3 separate regions of the Mus musculus genome follow, and regions 2 and 3 are each linked to region 1. A link is a contact called in public Hi-C data. All regions are on one chromosome and are shown on one strand. Each heading gives the region's core, a stretch centred on a gene start, on an enhancer-like site or on the middle of the called end of the contact. The rest is flanking DNA. Distances are from core to core; before and after follow the strand shown.

What was found. Hi-C and Micro-C count contacts between places; a contact is called where the count stands out from the background.
Region 2: a contact with region 1 is called in a Hi-C map of uterus, with 2.4 times the contacts expected there. The contact joins two enhancer-like sites. A contact is called at or near these places in 6 of 484 Hi-C or Micro-C datasets (3T3-L1-derived adipocytes, embryonic fibroblasts, nephron progenitors and 1 more) and 2 of 115 datasets of contacts at active chromatin or transcription factors (fibro-adipogenic progenitors and pancreatic cancer cells).
Region 3: a Hi-C map of uterus shows a contact between it and region 1, with 4 times the contacts expected there. The contact joins two enhancer-like sites. A contact is called at or near these places in 1 of 15 datasets of contacts at CTCF or cohesin (the NIH/3T3 cell line), 2 of 484 Hi-C or Micro-C datasets (both in uterus) and 2 of 115 datasets of contacts at active chromatin or transcription factors (fibro-adipogenic progenitors and pancreatic cancer cells).

Annotation. Positions count from the first base shown.
Region 1 is chr4:105,775,924-105,780,108 of GRCm38.p6, reverse strand. No RefSeq gene overlaps it. Among named protein-coding and RNA genes, the nearest start is that of Gm29922, 68 kb to the left of the region's middle. Within about 2 kb of position 2,113, at least 6 of the 459 cell types and tissues checked have an H3K27ac peak or open chromatin away from gene starts, as enhancers often do. A contact at or near this core is called in uterus, where this site is marked.
Region 2 is chr4:105,553,403-105,557,587 of GRCm38.p6, reverse strand. No RefSeq gene overlaps it. Among named protein-coding and RNA genes, the nearest start is that of Gm40217, 240 kb to the right of the region's middle. Within about 2 kb of position 2,402, at least 17 of the 459 cell types and tissues checked have an H3K27ac peak or open chromatin away from gene starts, as enhancers often do. A contact at or near this core is called in uterus, where this site is marked.
Region 3 is chr4:105,639,194-105,643,378 of GRCm38.p6, reverse strand. No RefSeq gene overlaps it. Among named protein-coding and RNA genes, the nearest start is that of Gm29922, 200 kb to the left of the region's middle. Within about 2 kb of position 2,403, at least 51 of the 459 cell types and tissues checked have an H3K27ac peak or open chromatin away from gene starts, as enhancers often do. A contact at or near this core is called in uterus, where this site is marked.

The sequences.
Region 1 (4,185 bases), core at 864-3,363:
AATATAATTCTCATGAAAGCCAAACTAATCCTCTAAAATTAAATACAAGAATATATACCATTGTACATAAAATCTGTAGCTATTTGTGCTGGATAGATTTATGTCAACTTGATATAAACTGCAGTCATTTGAGAGGAGAGTGCCTCAGCTGAGAAGATGCCTCCGTAAGATCTGGCTACGGCGTGGGAGACAGAGTTTGGAGTAGAAGAAACACTTGGGAGAAGACAAACAGAAAGTACAAGGCAGCGGTGAAGGTGGCTGTGTCTGCTCAAGAATAGCAGTGAAGCCAGTGTACTGAAGAAGGAGAAGTAATGCCTGGCAAAGCCAGAGGACTCGGGGCTGGAGAAACTGGGCTTTAGACAATCATAAGGTGTATAAGGTTTATCTTGTTCTAAATAAGATTAGTAAGGTATAATTGGTATGGAGTAAATTTCCCGTGTTTACAGCATACGAATTGATACATTTTGAGGTTTTATATGTCCATGAAACTATTTCCACATTGAAGATATAACAATATCTGTTAGGCGCTCTCTCCAGAGTTTTCTCATGTGGTATGGGGCTCCCGCTTCTGCTTCCTCCTTGCCCTTCACCTCCTCTTCCTTTTCCTCCTCTTCTGCCTCTTCCTCTTCTTCTTCTCCTCCTTTTTCTTCAAAATTAATAATAGTACCACCCCTACTTAGTTGCTATACTATAAATGAAACAAAGGGATGGTGTGTGGAATAGAGCCATGGCCATTGGTCTCAGTTCCTGGTAAGGTCCCCACCCTGCACTCCACTATGGTGGATTTTCTCTCTTGCTCACTTGAAGAATGGCTAGAAGTGTCTGTGCAAGGCCAACTTCAACTATTCCAGACATCTCATTACATTTGGAGAGGTGTGGCCTACAGGTCTGAGCAGAACAGGAAGCGCCCCTCCCCTCCCACCTTTGATAAATATTTCTTGTCAAGATTATCTTACTGGATATACATCCAGCACCCAGCAGTTATCTTCAGGCCTGCTGTAGGGGAAGCCAGCTATTTGGCTTGAAATTGTTTAAGTTGCTAATAAACAAATCTAAGCCAAGTAAATTGCATGGAGAATGTAGCAGGGGGAGGGATACAGACATTCCAATGTCTGCATAATTGTGTTTGGCAATGATGTCTCCTTTGAAGCTAATTAAAAAGTGTGGGCAGGTTATTTTTAACTCTCTTAATTCTTACCCTCAGCTCTCTCCTTATCTTATCCTCGATCTATTCTAAGGAGTAGTAAAACTTTTACTGAGGGGAAAATTCCTAAATAACTGAACGCCATGCTCTGCCCACGTCATCCATACCACCATGGAGTTTCCTCTGCCCAGTGCATGTACTTCTCAAATGCGTTCTCATTCCCATCTGATATGGGTTCTCCTCTGACTGCCCCATGAGACCTTCTCATGCATCTCATGACTCTTCCTGATGCTCAGATGCTCACATAGACAAACTAGATTCATTTTCTCAAGAGCAGATCCATTTACTAGTTACTCATCTGTAACCGTTCTTTTCCTTCTCTCCCTCTCTCTCTCTCTCTCTCTCTCTCTCTCTCTCTCTCTCTCTCTCTCTCTCTCTTTGGTCACCTTTTCTTTTTTGAGAGCGTGTCTCACTATATATCCCCATCTGACCAGGAACTTGCTGTGGAGACCAGGTTGGCCTCAAACTCACAGAGATTCATCTGCTGTGCCTCCTGAGTGCTATGATAAAAGGTGTGAATCATCATGAGTGGTATATAAAATAATTATTTAACAAATGTCAGTTGTACTATTTTGTGTCCCAGCAGGAAAAGCATGGAACATGCATATGAGTAAGAATGATTTAATAAACACAGGAAACTCTAGAATAAGAACCCCAAAGATGGAAACAATGGGGTTCATGTCTGCCGGTCAGAAGTCTGTTTTCTTCTGCTACAGTGGAATACACAGGACTGAAAGGAGGTTTATTACTCCTGGTTCTGGAGACTTAGAGGTCCAAGGTCATGGTGACATCTGGCAATGTGACGAGAGCCTTCTGTTGCATCAGCCTTGACAGAAGGTGGAAGAGAGCATCAGGCGGGGGGGAAAGAAGGATGATTCAGTGCTGATGAAAGGCAGGGCAGGGTCTTCATGACCCAACAACCTCTTAAAAACAGCTCCTGATCACAAACACTGGAGGACACATACAAATCAAAGCACTACCCCTGGGTCAGAAAATGGAGGATGAGGACATAGTCTCCGGAATGTGTGAGACAGAGACAAAGGCAGAGACAGAACCCTGACTGCTGCTCAAAGGATTGCAGCCAATGTATAACATCCTGGTTAGGATGAAACTGGAAAGTTTACACCTAACCTTTGTCTGTTCCTTTGTTTTCTCATTTGCTTGTTTCCTTCCTTCTCTCACTCTATATCTTGTAACACTTTCTCTTGATTTTAATTCTATCTGAAAACAAGCCAAGGGACATGTGTTAATGCCATGCCTATCAGTCTGTCTTCCCGGGCACAAGTCTGGTAGCCAGTTAGGCATGGAGAGGCAGATAAAATATGCTGCACAATACTTTGTGAAAACCAGCGTCTACCGAACTGTTAATAAGAGAACCACCCAGTTGTGCAAATGCATTTGAGCATCCTATACACACTTCCACCTTGCTTGGTAGAAGGTTGGTTCCCCTGCCTTGCAAAGTTGCTTCGTCCTTCTCACCTATCCTGTTGCTGTCCTGCTGTTTTGATTTGGCAGTTCACCCAAATCAGAACCACTGGAGACTTGACACTCACCCTCGGTTCTCCCTTTCTCTTAGGTTACTGCACTTCTACCTACTAATGCCCTGGGTGATAGCACACATTAAGGACTAGCAGATCTTAGAATCTGTTTCCATATGCAGTCAGGAGGACCCCACTTACTAACAAATTTGTTAGAAGAACCTGTGATTTGTCAAACAAGTAAGAAATCAAGAGTGTGAAGTTTTAAGTGAATCATGGATGCTAACACAGGGGAAGACTTGAGACTAGAAGCTAAATTCTCTCTCTCTTTCTCTCTCTGACACACACACACATACACACAAACACATACACATTGATACTATCCACATTCACTCAGTCATTAGTGTTCATGATTCTCTCAACAAATTTCCTAGTTTTATGCTCCCGAGTTCCACATTCACAATAAACTATAATTTTTTTTTTCTATCCATACACGGCACTTCGAGCCCATCAAATAAATCTTCTCCCGTATTTACCACTTCACTGAGCTACACATATATTTCTCCTGGTATTTTATTGGATGATGTTAAAAGTGACATGCATCGTCCTATTTATTTTATTCTTTGCCTTTAGGAATAGGGAAGTAACTGAGGCCTCTAAGAGCCCATTAGAGTAAATTAATTGGATTCTCACTGAGGCTTAGGAATTCTAAAATGAGTTTGTTTGCTATTAGCTTGATTCCAAGTTGTGTGTGTCTGTCAGCTCTCATCTTGATATTTGAGAACAAGCATTGACCGTTGCCTGGGCACTGGCCTTACATGCTCTACAGTAATAATGCCACTGCTCTATGTTTTGCAGGGGCAACATACCCAGAATCCCTTGCATGGTTGTCTGTTTGGCAATATGTTCTCAGCAAGTGAGTTGACTAGACATCTATCTCAGAGCATATTCAGTTGTACATATTTCTAAATGTTTGATATGATTTTCAAATATGGTGTGAAGGTTATGAGACATAGTCCCTTGCAGTTGAACTTAGGTGTCACAAAATGAGAGAGAGAGAGAGACAGAGACAGAGACAGAGACAGAGACAGAGACAGAGACAGAGAGAAAGCACAACATAGGTACAAGAACCATATTTAGCACTAAGTAGGCAGAGAGTTCAATTCTAGGAGATATTAGGGCAAACTTCCCTGAAAATTCTGAAATGAGACCAGGTTTTTACAGGATAAAGGCCATACAGGAGGAGCATGTACAAATATATAGAATTATGAAATAATATACTTCTTCTAAAACATTGGAAGTCTTGCACACACTCATTAAAACGTTTCCACTAGGGATTTAAAAGTGTGCATTTAATAAATATTTTCCATTTACTGTAAACTGCTTAACATGCTGCATAAAAAGACCTCCAAACTCAATGGTTAAAACAACAGTGGGTGGCTATCATTCGTATTTCTTGAAGCCCACAGGAGGTCTGTTGACAAGAGACCTCAGTGGAGCTCT
Region 2 (4,185 bases), core at 1,153-3,652, 220 kb after region 1:
CAATAAATATTCATTGAGTGCAGGCCAACTCTTCCCTCACATGAGGCCTTGGAGTTCTCTCAGCTCTTTGCTCAACCTTGACTCTAAGCCCCTTGTCCAGCTTTCTAAAAGGCTCTTCGGTTTCCAAAGGAAATGGTTCCTGGAGTGGATGAGAAGATTTCTCCAAAGTCATCACATCCTCAGGAAAGAATGCTGAGAACTAACAAGGGAGACTACGTGAGACTCAAAAGTCCCACTTGTCAGTTCTCAGCAAAGGAAGCAACCAACAACAATCCGACAGAACGGGAAAAAGATCTTGGCCAACTACACATCAGACAGGATTATTAATATCTCGGCTATATAAAGAGCTGCAAAAATTGAACTCCAAAAATCTAAATAATCTTATAACAAATGAACTGAGTAGATAGTTCTCAAAAGAACTATAATAATAAACGAATTCTTTGAAATGTGTTCATCATCCTTGGACACCAAAGCAATGCAATTAAAAGTGTGTTATGCTTCCACTCTTCCCTGTCAAATGGCTATCACAAGGAAAAAAGATAACAAACACTGGTGAGGATGTAGAGAAAGAGGAATGAGCATTTATTGCACTTGGAGATAGACAGCTGTGTGGCCACTGTAGAAATCAGAGGGGCAATTCATCAAAAAACGAAAAGCAGAACTATCATGTGACTCAGCCTTATGACTCTTGGGTATATACTTGAAGGACTCTACAGGTACATACCACAGATGTAATACACATCTTTTCTTGTTGTACTGTTCCCAGAGCCAACTGAAATATCAGTCAACAGAGTAATGTGTAAAGAAAGTGTGATACATATATACGATGGAGTTTTATGCAGCCAAAAAGAAAACAAAAGTCATGACATTTGCAGGAAAATGATTAGAACTAGAAGTCACAGTGTTAAGTGAAATAAACAAGGCTCAGAAAGACAAATGCTTCATCTTTTCTCTGATTAGGTAGAACCTAGACTTAAAGTTGTGTGTGTGTGTGTGTGTGTGTGTGTGTGTGTCTTTACATTTGTATTACTTATAGACATATGTATATATGTATGTATTTATATGTATATATTTATATATATGTATATTTATATATGTGTGTTGTTTTAGGTCATGATTCCAGATAGGGGATAATGAGAGAGAAGGAAGAGATCTTAAGAGAGTCAGGAAGTAGAGTAAAGGCATTGATGTAATAAGAAAGCAGAATGGAGAAATAACTGGAGAAGCAAATGGAAGAAGAAACATGGCCAGGACAGCAGGAAGGGAGAACGAATGTGAACGTGGTATAATAAATGACATCTAAGATTCACAGTTTTATGCAGATGGTTCTTTTGGTGTTTTGGTGTTTTTTTTCTGTTTTGTTTTTTGGTTTTTTGTTTTGTTTTGTTTTGTTTTGGCAGGCTCATTCATATGTGTGCATTCTGCCAGGAAACTGACTGACTGCAGGTCTCAGATGGCCTCACTTGCATATCCAGCATTTGGCACCAGCTGTCAGCTAAAAACAAGTTAATTTCTCTCAATGAGAGGGAAATTGTGTCTCCAACAGATATTTGGCAAGTGTGTAGATAATTTCTATTGTCACCGCTATGTGGAAGAGGACAGAGCATACCATAATACACAAATCAGCCTCCCACAAGAGTAAGATACCTAACCTAAAATGTCAATAGTGCTGAGAAGCCCAGAGACAAGTACATTTACATAAAATGTCTTCTTTAGTGTTTACAATAACCATAACAGAAGAGTGACACCCCCATTATCTACAAATAAGAGAGTACCGCTGTGAGGAGGTAAGTCGTCAACAAGAGCTCACAGTAGCAAAAAGGGAAGCTGGGCCTAAATGTGCACATATGTGGGTTCTTAACGAACACAACAGAGCTATACATCCCCCTTGGAATGTTGACCTGCATAGAAGATCCAGTTTTCTAAATAGTAAGATACAGCCAGGCAACAGTCCAAGCTTCCCATCTAAGTTAAGGTATGGTGGCACACACCTAATATTCCAACACTGGGAGACTAGAGAATTTCAGTGGGTATCAGGCTATACAATGAGCTCAAGGCAAGCCTGAGGAGATGTGGGAAGGCATGATGCTTACCTGTTCTCCCTCAAGACAGTGCTGCCAGTATCTGGGGGGAGCCCCTCCTTACCTCCCAAGTCATCTGTTCTCCAGAATCAACGGCTCCAGATTTGGAATCTCACTCACGGGAAGCTATTCCAAGTCATCTCATGAATCTATTGTCCAAATCCTCGTTAAAGCAGCACATGAAATGTTGTTCCAGGAAACAAGTGTGATGATTCAGACGTACATGTACATCAGTGAGAATGGGACTGGCCAGTGCCCCATCAGCTCACTGCACTCCCAATAAGCTAGCTCGGGACCACAATTCGCTAGTTGGCAGACACAGAACACCATTGCCTCACACTGTCATTAAATCTCAGCACTTTGTTTCACACAGGCATCGAAAAGCCTTCTCTCTCTACTCTGACCTCCCCTTGGCTGCTTGGACTCAACTCACACACTTAACGTCATTTATTTTATTTTGAGATTACACAATTCTAAGTGCTTAGGGAGTGCGTTTCTGGGTATTCCACATGCTCACTGTTGATTGTAGAATACAAATAGTAAATCTCTTGGTAGAGGGGTCACTCAGGTAGGTGATAGAAACAAATGAAAAGTAATCAGGTGGGATCCAAACCTGTGAGGCAAGATCTCTGGTGATCTGGGAATTTAGAAGACAGCTTTTCTTAGTTTGACCTAACCACTGTCATGCAAAAATGAAGGCCAGAGTTTATAGGTCTTCCGGCAAAAGAAAGAAAGAAAGAAAGAAAGAAAGAAAGAAAGAAAGAAAGGAAGGAAGGAAGGAAGGAAGGAAGGAAGGAAGGAAGGAAGGAAGGAAGGAAGGTTGAAAGTCTGTATTTTTACTGGATATACTCCATCTTTCATTGTTGGCCCCTAATTCACAAAATTTTAACATACACTATTGGCCATAAAAATAATAACAATAAATAAAAGAATCTGTAGACTGGGTTCAGTTCACGACAGGCTTCAAGTTTGCAAACTTCTCCTGTGGGGATTAAGGACTTGCTCAGCACTGGTTTTAATCAGACAAAAATGTAAAATGACTTGCATTATCTTAGATTTAAAACCATAGCATTTATTTTCACTACTCCCCTGTTAATCACAGGCTTGATACTTTTAAAGCCAAAAGAATCTTCAGGGTTACGCTGTTTAGTTTTTTTTTTTGTTTGTTTGTTTTGTTTTGTTTCACAAAGGAGGAACGTGTGATTCAGAAACAAGAAGTCATTTGAATTTTAGATAAATTTCTGGAAAAACAATTCTAAAGACTCAGATTTCTGGAAGTGGAAGGACCAAGTCTTGGTTTCACAACATGAACACTAGTGTTGTTTTACAACAGTTCTTGGTTAGGGGGTGAGCTTTTGTTAGGTGACCAAACACTTAACAAGAAACCACTTAGAGAGGAAAGATTTATTTGGGCTTACAGTTTGAAGAATTCTGATCCATCAAGGCAGGGAAGGTATGGAGGTGATCCTATCTGATCCTTGGTGGCAGCAGCAGGAGACAGCTGGGTTTCTTACATTCCAGTGGGAAAGGATGAAGGGAGGCAGTGCTGGCATTCAGCAGGCTTTCTTGTTCTCCCTTTGTGTACAGCCTAAGATGCTAGCATCAGCTTGTGGGGTGCTGCTGCCCACATGAAGAGGGGCCTGGGAGCAGTGTTTGACTGCTTAGCTAATCCTCTCTGGAAAGGTTCTGGCAGACATATCTAAAGGTAGATCTCACTAGTGAGCTGTCAAGTTGACAGAATTATCCACCACGTGTGGCTGTTGGACACACTGTGGGATGATCAGCCACATCTCTGGTTTCTGCCCACTGGATGCCTGTACTCAGTCCTGCAGGCATGAGTGATCCTAAAGAAGAAAATCACCACTGCCCAAGGAAACTAGTGGTGACCACTGGTTTCATACAGTCCCTGCATGTGATAGATAGGGAAACTAGACTCAGAAAATTAAAGAACACCCCCCACACACACAAGATCATTGAAGAACAGAGTTATTGGCATGTGTAAGGCCAAGACTCAAGTCTCTTAATTCTTAGCAGTGTTCTCTTTACCAAGCCTGGAAGTCTTTCTTATTTTTATTAACTTAATTTATATTAATTATTACTATGT
Region 3 (4,185 bases), core at 1,154-3,653, 140 kb after region 1:
GTGCCCTGTTTACAGGGAAAGACAGTGGAATGTAGACAAAGCAGTCTCTTTGAGGGCAGGACAGAGGCCAGGAGGGTCATGAACTCAGAAGGGCTGGGGAAGCTGTGGTCATCTGCCTTGCCCTGGCCTCAGGCTCCTCATGCCACTCCTTGTCAGAGCAGAGAAGTCTTCTCACAGAACAGTTCAACAACAACACGTGATAAAACCAAAACAAAACCCAGAACCACTCACTCGAAGCCAAAGCCCACGGACATAGCAACCTATAAGAAAGTTTTCTTTGCCCACAGAAGCATCTGTGGAATAAAGTATTGCCTGGGGAAGACCAGCAAGGGCAGGCTGAAGAGCCTTGGGCTTCATCAGGTAGGTGTCATCTGCTTTGCCTTTGAGCTTCAGGTCTCCCACCACAGTGCTAGCCACATGGTCATCTTTCTCTGGTTCTGAGCTCTCCGCTAAGAGTAATTGCAATACAGCTGTGGGCACCTGGGAGAACCTCTGGAGCACACCCTCAAATGCACAGTATTATTCCAGGTGACTAGAAGGTTAAAGAACTAAATAAATGAGGTTGAGTTTGTTGCATTTTATAAAATGGCATTGGTGGTGCAGCGGAAGGGAGCACCTCAGCAGGCCCTGCCAAGTGCTCCCCCTGAGGAATCACCCATGTCGCAGGCCTAATATAAAAGGAAGTTTATTTGGGACCTGGAGAAGCAGGTAGAGGTAGAGAAAGGAGTGGGACAGAAAGGACAGAAAGAGAAAGGAGAGGGGGGAGAGAGGGGAGGGAGAGAGAGGGGGAGAGGAGGAAGAGGAGGAGGAGGAGGAGGAGGAGGAGGAGGAGAGAGAGAGAGAGAGAGAGAGAGAGAGAGAAGCTGAGTTTAGCTGAGAGAGATCATAAATAAATATTCACTTTATAGGTAAAAGATTTAATTGTGATGATTATAGTGAGAACAGGTTATTATTTAACCATTAGCTATGTGCTGAGAGTATTGACCCACTCAATCTATTCATCCATCTTTCTATCTGTCTGTCTCTCCAACTATCTATCTATCCATCCATCCATCCATCCATCCAACCATCCATCCATCATCATTTATATACTCTGTATAGCCTGCAATGAGAGAAGCCATCCTAAGGTTGAGGAAACTGAGACAAAGTATGACTGGTTATGGTTCAAGGTCACAGCTGACAAGACCCCAAGTTAAGATTTGAAGCCAGTTTTCAATTACTTAGCACCATTCAGGTACACCACACCATTCTGCATTCCTAAGCTTCAGTGTAGTTCTGCTCATGTTCAAGGTCACACTGCAAGGCAGTGGAACAAGATGGAACAAGATGGAACTTGAACAGATCTGAACATCCAGGACGCAGAGCAAAGAGAGAGAGGGGACCTCTTAGGTGAGGGGCCTATCCCAACCCAACACCAAAAGAAGCAGAAAATGTCCCTGAACCAGGCACTCTTGCATTTTCCTGCCTCCAAGTGTCCAAACACCAGTGGCTAATTTCGTAACTCATCAGGAATTCTTCTTTGGTTACACAGGCCACAGCTCCTGGTCCAAGTTACATATATCCTGTCAACATGTTTATTCACATGGAGAGAGGCTCCTCTCCAGTTGGCGCCTGAGTTGTCACAACTACAAGAAAAGATGAGAAAAGCTTCAAGAAGTGAACAGAGGCCAAGAAAAAGTGAGCTGGTTGTGAAAGCAGTGGCCCCGAGAAAGCCTGGTCCCATTGTGGATCCCAAGAACTTCCAAGCCAGAAGGATACCGTGACCCAACAGTCACAGGGAATGAAGCTTCAGAAAAGAGCCAAGCACTCTATTAATCGCTTCACTGAAGTTGTATGATTAATGTCTAATAAGAGTCCAAGATGTGGTGAGTCTAAGTAATAGGTGAGAAAAACAAGGGTTCAGAGAGAAGATGTGACTTGTCCAGAGTAAAGCTGAGTCAAGTCCTAACTGCCCAGTTCTTACACCTATGTTCTGAGCTCAAAAGTCATAGCTCATAGAAGATTCTGACTTTCCTGAAAAACCACATGGCTATCCATCCACAGCCAGTATCCTGCGTCCTGTGTCTATCAAAAATCAAAACAAAACAAACAAACAAACAAATAAACAAACAAACAAAAAACAAGAGTTACCTGTCTGTCAGAGAGCCAGGCCATTACTTAGTAGAAATCAACTCAGTATTTATTTCATCAGTACCTCTTAACATTTTGCCCTCCATTATCCTGGGATGGGTTTTGTTCAAACATCCCTTTCCACAGCTCAATAAATATGCACACAAAACTAAAGAGCTTAGCTTTCCATGAAAAGGCAGTGTAAACATCTGGCAGGCTTCCTGGGTCTCAGCTTCCTCCGGCTGGGTCTAAGTGCACAACGTGAGTATATTTGGATTGCAACAGCGGAGGCTGAGCTAGACATTACTCACCCTGTGCAAAAGCACACCAGCCCCCAACTGGAGCGAGGGAAACACAAGTGCTCTTGTTTGATGACCAAAATCTAAACAAACCATTTGAGGTTTGGGGTTCAAGAAAATTTTCAGAGATGCAGTTCCCACATATTCAGTATGAGTGTGTGTAAGGGGGCCTGCATCCATGTGCTTGTGCATCTCTCTCCCCTCTCCCTCTCTTTCTCTCTCTCTGTCCCGCTCTCTTTCCCTCCCTCCCTTCCTCCCTCCCCTCTCGTGTGTGTGTGTGTGTGTGTGTGTGTGTGTGTGTGTGTATTCACTTAAATATTGTCTGAAGTAAGTTAGGATACAAATCTAAATATCTAAAAATAATTTTTAGTAACTAAATGTGGAGATGAAATTGCCTTTATGTATACATTTTGTGGAGAGAAAAATTGCCTTTTATCTACATATTTGTGGAGGTTTGAGTGAGAACACCCCCCACATAGGTTCATATATTTGAATGTGCTATATAGGTCAGACTGGCCTCGAACTTGCAGAGATCCCCTTGCCTCTGCCTCTGGAATGCTAGGACTAAAGCTGTATACCACTATGCCCTGCTGAAAATTGCCTTTAAAAAGTTTTGATGTGAAATGAGGGAAATTCTGGTGTGGATCTCCTATACGTAGTAACATTTGGAAAATAGTCATTGAGCCAGTCAAGTTTTAATACCATGTGAGTAACTTAGGACTCAGTGAAGCCACCCAGTTCTCATTTGTAAAGTAACAGTATTATTAGGATCATGTAAACTTGCCTTCAGAGAGGAGGAATTTACAAAATTATGTAGAAACTTTATCAACTGTAGAGTGCTCTACAAAGGCCAGAGGTTTATTTATTGCTATTTTCCTTGGTACCTTTTCCCCCATGACTTGTCCCAACCAATCTCTTGAAGCTCCTTGGCAATAAAGAGACCCCAGGAAGATCTCTCCAGGGGCATTCCCTTCTCCCAACCACCATAGTTTTGATAAAAATATGTGTATCCGATGGGTTTAGTTATAAAGAAGGGAATGAAAAATCTTGAGCTAGTCATATTTTAAAAGCACAAGTCAAACAGCTGCTTGAAGATCCAACTGGTTAACGCCTCCTGCTCGAAGAGAAGAAGCAGGAAAAAGGGTCCTTTCTCTTTAGTTCCTTGGACAACACTGGAAGAGGAAGTCTATGGTATAACAACAAATACAGGAGTCAGGGATGGGAGGAAGGGCATGCGCAGACAACTTGACCAACCATAGACTCTCTAACAGCAGTCAACTAAACTTGGATTAGGATATTGTCAAATGAGGACCATCTAGAGAATTCTTGACTCCCCTAATGACTAAGTGGGGCTCTAAATAGAGCAATCTGGCTCTAATAAACTTACGTTGACACTGGGAGGTCCTTTAGTACTGAATGCTGACAAGAACTCCATAAGAAGACAGAATACCACATAGCTCTGGTACCTGGTGTACCGATGATAAGAGAGGAGCTCCGTGAGAATGGTAAGGTTTGGTGGGGTCATGGAAAAACAACAGTGGAAAGGAAACCTTTGTAAAGGGGACCAATATTCAAGTTGTAAGTCCAGGCAAGGGTTCTTGGAAACAATGAGAATCAAGAGAAGCAGGACAGAGGCTGGTACCATGACCCCAGGAAAAGATAACAGAGTCGGGCTTGGATGGGTCTGGAGGTGGCAGTTTCCCCAACCTTCCCTGATGCTGTGAGCAGTTAGAAAAATCCAAGTTACGCATGCCTTAGAGCCCTAACTCTTAAAACT